Linked DNA regions of Capra hircus: region 1 is linked to region 2. A link is a contact called in public Hi-C data. All regions are on one chromosome and are shown on one strand. The core of a region is the stretch at or near the end of the contact, and the rest is flanking DNA. Distances in the headings are between cores, read along the strand shown.

Region 1 (5,085 bases), core at 608-3,107, 110 kb before region 2:
GGTGGTTATTCCTGGAGTGAGAATTGACTGTGGCCAGGAGCCGTGTGGAAAAACTCTTGGCCCAGCCAGACCCAACCAGCCACAGCAGCAGCCAGGTCAGAGAACAGCTGCTCTCCCCCAACCTGGGGGACGAGCCCCAAAGAACGGGGTGGAAATGCTATCCCAGAATAGATGCCAACACAGACTAATTGGCCAGAGGCTACATTTATTTCAGATGATCTCACCTTTCAATTGATAATCTCATTAATACTGCTGTGCGGAAAAGGCTGGAAGAGAAGCTGTTTAACTCTCAGAACTGAGAACCTATCCTAGTTCACTTCAGTTTCTCTTTTCCCGCACTGACATTGCTCTGTTCCTCCCATATTATTTCAATAAAGTTAGAAAGGATAGGCTACCCACTCCATTATTCTTGGGCTTCCCTTGTGACTCAGCTGGTAAAGGATCGGCCTGCAATGCGAGAGACCTGGGTTCCATCCTTGGGTTGGGGAGATCCCCTGGAGAAGGGAAAGGCTACCCACTCCAGTATTCTGGCCTGGAGAATTCCAGGGACTGTATAGTTCATGGGGTCGCAAAGAGTCAGACACGACTGAGCGACTTTCACTTTCAGATGGATGAGGCATGATGCTTTCAATATGCAACCTTAACACAGGGGCTTCATTTTAAATATTTAATAGATCCTCTGTATTCTGAAACTACCATAATGAGTGTGCTGCTGCTGCTGCTAAGTCGCTTCAGTCGTGTCCGACTCTGTGCAACCCCACAGACAGCAGCCCACCAGGCTCCCCTGTCCCTGGGATTCTCCAGGCAAGAACACTGGAGTGGGTTGCCATTTCCTTCTCCAGTGCATGAAAGTGAAAAGTGAAAGTGAAGTCGCTCAGTCATGTCTGACTCTTCGCGATCCCATGGACTGCAGCCCACCAGGCTCCTCCATCCATGGGATTTTCCAGGCAAGAGGACTGGAGTGGGGTGCCATTGCTTTCTCCGATAATGGGTGTAAATCTCTGCAAAGATAAGCACAGTGGTGTCTGCCCTTACTTCATGCCCATCCTTGTGTGCGGCACACAAACTACACTGGCATGAGATGCCCCGTTTGTACCAAATCCCACTGATGCTCGCAACAGCAGAGAGTATGATAGAACATCCGGGTAAATGGTAGCATCCAAAACCAAATCAGGCTGCTCGGAGAACTTGAAGAAATTATTGATTTTGAACCTTAGTTTCTTTATTTAGAAAATTGGGAGTTGGGACCAGGTATCTTTCAGGATGCCACTAAACCTTAAATTCTGAAGGATCTTCTGAATGACTGTCACAGTTACTGATAGAAAAGTATTTCTTAAGAAATCCGTGCGCTCTGTTGATCACCAATATGAATGGATTCAGCCAAAAAGGGGATCTTCACCAAGAAAAAAAAAATTTTTAATTAACTCTCTCAACTTCCCAGAAGTAAGCAAGTCATTCCTTCGCGCTTCTGTTCTCTTTGAAAACGTTTCTCTCTGCAGAGGCGGGGAGCCCAGCCCTCCGCCTTCACGCGAGGGGCTTGTACCGGCCACCTGTGCGCGCTATAAAAAGCAATCGCTCTGGAGCCACTTCCTACTGGACACTCAGGGGACTGCTTTCCATTCACTGGTCTGCACCGTTCTTTTGGGTAAGAGTGGCCAACAGTTGATGGAATCTTCTGCAATGAGAGATGCTGGGCGACCCGTTTTGGGCAAGTCACATTTGCTGAAAACAGACCCTTGTGGCATGAAGTTCTTTAGAATTCGGCAGGTCAGACCAAGAGCAGGGTGAAAGAGACAGAGAGAGAGAATGAAGGAGCGAGAACTCGCAACTTTCTAGCCAGTTGGCAGATAGAGCGAGTCCCTGAGACAGAGGGCAGGCGCATGCGTGGAAGCGCCTGAGCCCTCGGCTGGGAACAGCACTTCTGACTGCACCACCGCCCGGAAAGACCAGCGTGGGTCCGGGCTGCTCAGGTCCAGTGTGGTCGTGAGACTCTGAGCTCAGCTCCTGGCTCTTCTGGAGCTGCCCCAGCATGCCTGGTCCCCAGGCTCCGAAAGCACCCCCAGGGAAAAGCCGTGATGGGGTCCCCGCTGCAAAAAGCATGGTGAGTAGGGAGACTTAAGCCTGAAGGTCCACTGGGCACTCAGATACTAAGGGGAGTCGAATATAGCAAGTCTTCCCCCCGCCAAAGGGGACTAAAAATAGACTCCAATTTAAAGGTCATTATTCAGAACAGTATATATTGGTTGACCCAAAATTGATTTATGTAGCTATCTAGAAGAATATATTAATATGAAGATCTGCAATAATCTCTACTGGAATGTTAACCATGGTTAGTTAGCATGTAAGAATTTTTGTCCATTGTGCATTTTCACTGTTTATGTATTAGCCATATTTTCTGTTTTTCTACTGTGAGCATTGTATATCCTAACCCCCGAATCTACACCTTTCCTCTTTACGTTGTTGGTGTCTTCTGCCCTTTCCTGTTTATTCTTTTTAGCTCTTCCTCTAAGTACTGGGGGTAGGTCGCACTAGATACTGTGATAAAGAGCTCTCAAAGTGATTTTTTAAATTCACTTTAAAAGAAACATTTAGCATAGAAGAGAAAAAGCAAGTCTTCACATTTTCAGGAACATAAATCTCTGAATTGAGCTTACAGTCAAGAACAGTCATAATTCTGCATACAGAGCACCGGCCCGGCAGTAGGCATGATGTTAAATGATTGTGATTTGTTAATTCATTTACAAATGATGTTAAATTGAAATCAACAGTTGCTTGTTGATGCTAGATCAATTTAACACTTGTTAAGTGAAATGAAACTTCTGTTTATTTAAGGAGTGGATTTCTTTCTTAAAGATGATTCTGTCGTGTTCACATGAAATGATATATCTTGGAGCAAAGGGAAGGAGAAGGGATAAGAGGTTTAAATTTAGACCACCTCAGCCAAATTTAAAGGGGCCACAGGAGCACTTGACCTTGGCCCAGATTCAGGCCAGAAGTCATTAGGAAAAAACTCAACCACCCCAGAAGAGACAAGGCTAAGGATTTGTGTCACCTCTTGGGACAGCAAGAGCGTGACTCTGTCTGAAGTAGACCCACCAGGAATCTTCCATCTCAGCTGGCCGGTGTTCTTGGAAACGAAGCTTTAGGGATTGTTTCTTCTTTGTAACTGCACTTAGCAACTGCCCTCCACGTAGACACTTGTGCAGGTGGCAAGCATGGATCAAATGCAGGCACGTGGAGGACCTTGGGCCAACCAAACAGAGGAGCCCATGGCTGGGAGAAGCCCAGCACAGACTCTGGACGGTGCAGTGAGGTCACAGGTGTCCGGGGAGTACAGAGTGGAGGGCTTCCCCTGGGGAAACAGGGGGCTTCTAGAAGAGATGCCCTGGGCCAGGTCTTGCAGGAAGCATAGGAGTTTGCCAGGCAGAGAAGGGACTTGCAGGCAGGGGAACATCTGGCCACAGACCTGGATGGAAGGTGTGTCCAGGATGTGCTGTTGGGATGCAGGGCCTGTGCTCCAGGTGGGACTCACAGCTCTCCTGCAGGAAAGTGACGTGTTCAGATCTGCGGTTTAAGTGACAACCTGGGGGATTTCCCTCCAGTCCAGTGGTCAGGACCTCACTTCCAATGCAAGGGGTGTGAGTTCAATCCTTGGTCCGGGATCTAGGATCCTACCTGCCTCTCTCAGCCAAAAAACCAAAACAGGAAACAGAAAAGATATTATAAAAAAAATTCAATACAGACCTTAAAAATGGTCCACATTTTAAAAAAAAATTTAAGTGACAATCTGGCAATAATAGAGAGTGTGAGTTGTAGGGGATGGAGAGCAATGGCAGGACACCTCCTGGTCTTGATGTTCCTGCAAAAAGAGGAGCAAGAAATACGAGGGCCTGGGTGGGAGCCCAGAGGATGAGGCGCTTTGTGGGACATTCTGGAGGAAGAAGTCAACAGGGCTCACTGTCAGATGAGGAGGAGTGGATGTGGGAAATGCGCCAGCGTACATGCACAAAGCTTTTGAGGGGGAAAGGTTGAAAAACTGACTATTAGTTAATAACAAAACTTCTCATTTGCAAGAAAAGAAAGACTAGTTAGAGTTCAACTTTTTAAATCATAGAGCAAAAGTAGTCTAGGGCCTATAATTTCAGGAGCATTAGTTCAGACAGGCTTCTTTTAAGAACCTTCTGGACGCTGTGGTCCCAGCATTTGAGTGGAAGCAAAAGCGAGCTAATTTTTTTTTCCTTCTTCGTCTCTAAATGGTGGTGTTCCTTGCTGAGGATAATGACCTCAAAATTGCAACAGTATCAGATTCTGGAAGGAAAGATAGAGGGACACCGGGGACACGTGGAAGCCTATTTGATTTGAAAGAGCTCATTCAGGTCACCAACCTGCAGCAGCGGCTCGTGTACCCAGCCCAGCCCTCACCCTCCACCCTCCGTTCACCACTGCCTGGGGGCTGGCGTGGGGTGGAGGGAAGAGCCTTACCCCTTCTGCTGTTTCTTTGTAATGATAAACTCTGGCTTTTCTCTTTATTGCCTAGTTTCTTTCCATTGTGTGTAGCCTTTATTAAAAACAAAGGCCACGATGGCCACAGGGAAGCCACCAAGTAAAAGGTCTGATTCTCTGTCATCACCCCGGGCTGGGGCCCTCCCAGGGAGAGTGAGCTGCTCTCCCAGTGCCACCTGGTGCCCCCACTGGTTGTAGCCAACCACTTTGGATCAGGCTGTGATACACCCGTTAGGCTTCACCACAAGTGAAGGCCACCATCCCAACGCTGGGTCTGGGGTTGCACCTGGTCCTTGATCCCATTTCCAGCTTCATCAGCCAACATTCCACCAAGGAGGGCCTGATATCAGCCATCTGTCTCTGCTTCTCGAAGCCGCCCCATTGACTTGACTCTGGGAACTGGCTCCTGTGAGCCTGAGTTTGTAGTTCCTTGGGAACACCCAGATCCAGCACCTCCCTCACCTCCTCCGACATTTGGTGGCTCGCTGTTCACCCCGTGACCCCAGATTCCATATTGTCGGTGACGATCACCTACAGAGGCATGGTGGTGGTCCTGCCAGGACCTAACTTCCTGTTAGCACA
Region 2 (4,990 bases), core at 2,317-4,816:
AAAGCAAACAAAACTATGTAGAGAAACAAATCACGAATTATAAATTCAATGTTCACATTAGATAAGTTATCAATTGAATGAAGCAGTGGTTTGACAACAAACAAAATCCCCCTCTCAAAATTACATAATATTTTGATTAATAACCTCTAGACACATTTCATTAATGTTCCTTTTTCTTCATACCCTTTTAAATCACTTTTTAATAAGATTTTGTCTACAAACCCTTTTAAATTGCTTCTTCCTATAAAGATTTTATAAAATAAATAAACATTTATATAAAATAAATAAACATTTTCTGCAGAAAGAATAAAAGTTATATCTGGGTTTTTTTTTAGCTTACTTAATTAAAATGGTGTTCTCGTCAACATTAATAGTTTAGAATACTTTCAGCTTCTCAACTCATTATCAGTCATGTCGAGTACATTTTTAAGATTTTTGTCAAATTTAGAGAGATTTCCATTATTTCTTTCATATAGAAGCTGGAAAACCTGGAAAATCTTTCCACAGACCCTTTCTGGCTCCGTATATTTCAAACCTTTTTTCTCCTCAGGGACCCACATACTGTCACCACAAGGCCCTGTAAAAAGCGTTCTTACAGGGACTTCCCTGATCGCTCAGTGGATAAGACTCTGCCTGCCAATGCAGGGGACACGGGTTCAATGCCTGGTCCAGGAAGATTCCACAAGCCACAGAGCAACTAAGCCTGTTCACCACAACCAGTGAGCCCGCACTCTACAGCCTGCGAGTCCCCACTACTGAACCCGAGTGCCTGGAGCCTGTGCTCCGCAGCAAGACAAGCCACCGCAGTGGGAAGGCCGAGCGCCGCAACCAAGAGTAGCCCTCCGAGCCGCAACTAGAGAAAGCCCGCGCAAAGGGACGAAGACCCAGCATAGCCAAAACTCAAACAAACAATTTTTTAAACTGTTCTTATATGTATTCTTATTCATCTCAAGCTGGGCGAGCAGGCATAGTGGTCAGTGGGAATTTCTCTGCAAGGCCCTAGTACCCCAGATCAGCTATCAATGGCTTATCTATTCAAGAAGGTGACAGCACCCTGTATAAATACATCTCACTGAACCCGAAGTAAATGCATCCATAAGTCAACTTTCTCATATCCCAACCCCCAAAGCCCCATGGCCACTCCACAGCCATCCAAGGGCAGGGTGGTTGTGGGGGTCAGAGTGGAAGGAGACAGCAGTCTTAACTGATTACATTTTTAAATATCTTTTGCCAGACACAGATGTATAGAACAGTCTTTTGGACTCTGTGGGAGAGGGAGAGGGTGGGATGATTTGGGAGAATGGCATGGAAACATGTATAATATCATATATAAAACGAGTCACCAACCCAGGTTCAGTGCATGATACTGGATGCTTGGGGCTGGTGCACTGGTGCAAAGGGATGGTACGGGGAGGGAGGAAGGAGGGGGGTTCAGGATGGGGAACACGTGTATACCTGTGGTGGATTCATGTTGATGTATGGCAAAACCAATACAATATTGTAAAGTAATTAACCTCCAATTAAATAAATTTATATTTTAAAATAAAATAAAATATCTTTTGCAAATTTTTTCAAAGCCACATGACCATTGATACATTTTTGCCCCTGACCCTTCCTAAAACCTTAGGGGGAACCTGGGTAAGTAGAGGCTCTTAGCTCAAATGTCCTTTGCTTTTCAGTAAGGGCCACCCCTCCGTGTCCTAGCTTTTCGCTAAGAAAAGACTGAGGAAAATCATTCATGGCTCTTAAATTACTTCAGTCTTGCACCCACCCCATAATCACAGTCACAGAAGTTATCAGTTAAGTTATAGAGAGTGAAGGCTGAGCTCATAAGGCACCACGTTGGGGGCTTCAGGTATGTTCATTCATTGACACATCACAGCAACACAGAAATATTCCTCCCATGTTCAGATAAGGAAGCAGGCTCAGAATTACTAAGTGGCAGAGCAGGACCCAGGGCCAGCTCCCTGAAGCCCTTACTCTTTCTACCATAATGGCTGCTTCCTGAGGTCTCTTTTCCCTCCCATAACAAAGTGACACACACTTATAACAGAAAACATTTTCAGCACAGAGAAATAGAAGGAATTTTTAAAATTACCTATACTTGTAATGGTTTATAATTGTAAATACCTATACTGTAATTACAGTGACTGAAGCAATGAAATTAAAAGACGCTTGCTCCTTGGAAGAAAAGCTATGACAAACCTAGTTAGTGTATTGAAAAGCAGAGACATCATTTTGCTGACAAAGGTCCACATAGTCCAAGCTATGATTTTTCCAGTAGTCATGTATGGATGTGAGAGCTGGGCCATAAAGAAGGCTGAGTCCTGAAGAATTGATGCTTTTGAACTGTGGTGCTAGAGAAGACTCTTGAGAGTTCCTTGGACTTCAGAGAGATCGAATCCATCAATCCTAAAGGAAATCAACCATGAATATTCATTGGAAGGATTCATGCTGAAGCTGAAGCTCCAGTACTTTGGCTACATGATGCGAAGACGCAGCTCATTGGAAAAGACCCTGATGCTGGGAAAGATTGAAGGCAAAAGGAGAAGAGGGCGGCAGAGGATGAGATGGTTGGATAGCATCATTGACTTAATGGACATGAGTTTGAGCAACTCTGGGAGACCGTGACAGACAGGGAAGGCTGGTGGGCTGTATTCCACGTGGTTGCAAAGAGTCGGACACGACTGAGCGACTGAACAACAATACTTGTATTACACAGATACAACCGTAGTTAAGATTTTGGTATATTTCCAAGTTTTATGGAACCTAGAAATTGAAATTTTTTTATTAAATAAATGTATTTCCCCCATTTTTAAAGAAACATACATCCCTTGTCAAAAATATGAAAAATATTAAAAATTATATACAAACTAAAACACATCTGTATTAGTTTTCTAGGACTGCTATAATGAAGCAGGTGGCTTACACACCAGGAATTGATGGTCTCCTAGCTATGGGATCTAGAAGTACAAGATCACGGTGTGACTCAGGCTGGGTCCTTCTGAGGCAGTAAGGAAGTCTCTCCTGGCTTCTCCCCTAGCTTCTGGTAGCTCCCTTGGCTTTCAGAAACACCACACCACTGTCTTTATCTTCATGGGGCTTCCTACCTGTGGGGGTCTGTGCCCAAATTCCCCTTCTTAAAATGACACCAATCATACTGGACTAGGAGTCCACTATATTCCAATACGAATAGTTCCATAGTTCTAATTCAACTAACTCTACCTGCAAAGACCTTATCTCCAAGGTTCTGAAGGTTAGGACTTTAACATGAATTTGGGGGCGGGGGGAGAAAATTCAATCCATAACACCATTCCATGAGCCAAAGAAAATCAATGTTACAGTTTGAAGTGAAGTCTCTCAATCATGTCCGACTTTTTTGCGACCCCATGGACTATAGCCTACCAGGCTCCTCCATCCATGGGATTCTCCAGGCAAGAGTACTGGAGTGGGTTGCCAGTGCCTTCTCCAGGGGATCTTCCTGACCCAGGGAACGAACCTGGGTCTCCCGCACTGCAGGCAGACGTCTGAGCCACCAGGGAAGCAGTTTGCTGCTGCTGCTGCTGCTGCTGCTGCTGCTAAGTCGCTTCAGTCGTGTCCGACTCTGTGCAACCCATAGACGGCAGCCCACCAGGCTCCCCCTGTCCCTGGGATTCTCCAGGCAAGAACACTGGAATGGGTTGCCATTTCCTTCTCCAATGGATGAAAGTGAAAAGTGAAAAGGAAGTCACTCAATCATATCTGACTCTTCACGACCCCATGGGCTGCAGCCTACCAGGCTCCTCTGTCCATGGGATTTTCCAGGCGAGAGTACTGGAGTAGGGTGCCATCGCCTTCTCCAAGGGAAGCAGTTTAGCAGTTTCTAAAATACAACCACAAATTTTGACATTTCTCCTACTGAAAGTGGGATCTATGGCCCCTTTCCTTGAGTCTGGGCAAGTTAGCAACTGCTTTGAGCAGTGGCCCTAATTCTCAAGTCATCACAACCCAGGCACCAAACAGGAGAGTGGAAGAACTTCCAGAAGTTTCCAGCCTCTAACTATCAAATCATCTGCAATATGAGTCTTACCAACTGAGGCTCCAGGCTTCACAGGATAAACACAAACCACCCCCACGGCACCCTGTTCCAATTCCTAGCCCAAAGGATGTGGAGCCTGAGAAAATGATTATTACTGAAGCCACTTGTTTCTGGGGGAACTGGTTACACAGCAATAGTAACTAGAAATGTTATGATCTCAGCCTTTTTCCTGTTCCTTTATGAATATCGCTCCTGCTGAACTGAGTCACTAACTTCCTTGATGAAAAGGAAATGATAAATTGTGTATCTGCTTCTGAGATTTTCTTCAAGAAATAGAAAAATAGATAAGCTACATTTCTAAACATCAGCATCATATGTATACAATGAATGTGCTGGTTCCAACCACAGGTAACAAGGGGACATTCACAAGTCCCAGATGAGATCAAGCAAAGCTTCAGGCTGCGAAGGCTGCTAATACACGGTTTGCTCGTCTTGCCCAATTCAAAGTACCACAAGCCAGGCAAGCATCCAAGTTTGAAAGATGCAGAAAGCATGAGAGGTTCTTGGACATGAAACTGATCAGTACGCTGTGTTCAGATCTGTTCTGAGAAAAGGAGTGTTCAGTTCCTCTCAACACTGTATCTCAACCAGGTAAGCAGCTAAGACAATATTACCAGATGTTGGAAACCAAATCAGTTTTAAGCAGTCATCGAACTTGATATTCCTTCTGAAACAAGGGGTAAAGCATGTGGGAAGAGAAATACATTTTCTGGGAAATGGAAGTTACCTCAGGAGGAACAGTTCAGGGAAGCTTTGCAGGCCAAGTTTCACTCTCAGCCCCCAGAACTGACCAGACCACACAGAGGTCAACCAAGTAGCTACATTGTGGTCCAAAGTAAGGCTGGTCTCATGAGTCCTTCTGAATCATGGTTCCCTCATTACTGAGCTCTCATTTTGACTTCTCTTTTGTTA

Evidence for each region. A called contact is a pair of places that touch in the nucleus more often than the background predicts.
Region 1: a Hi-C map of blood shows a contact between it and region 2, with 3 times the contacts expected there. The contact joins the promoter of LOC108636785 here to the enhancer-like site in region 2. A contact is called at or near these places in 2 of 5 Hi-C or Micro-C datasets (both in blood).

Annotation. Positions count from the first base shown.
Region 1 is chr9:82,745,028-82,750,112 of ARS1.2, reverse strand. LOC108636785 (rho GTPase-activating protein 20-like) reads left to right here and starts at 1,857. Exons shown (of 4, transcript XM_018053536.1): 1 at 1,857-2,101. The coding sequence starts at 2,030.
Region 2 is chr9:82,640,492-82,645,481 of ARS1.2, reverse strand. No RefSeq gene overlaps it. Among named protein-coding and RNA genes, the nearest start is that of RSPH3, 9.5 kb to the right of the region's middle. Within about 2 kb of position 3,566, at least 1 of the 5 cell types and tissues checked has an H3K27ac peak or open chromatin away from gene starts, as enhancers often do.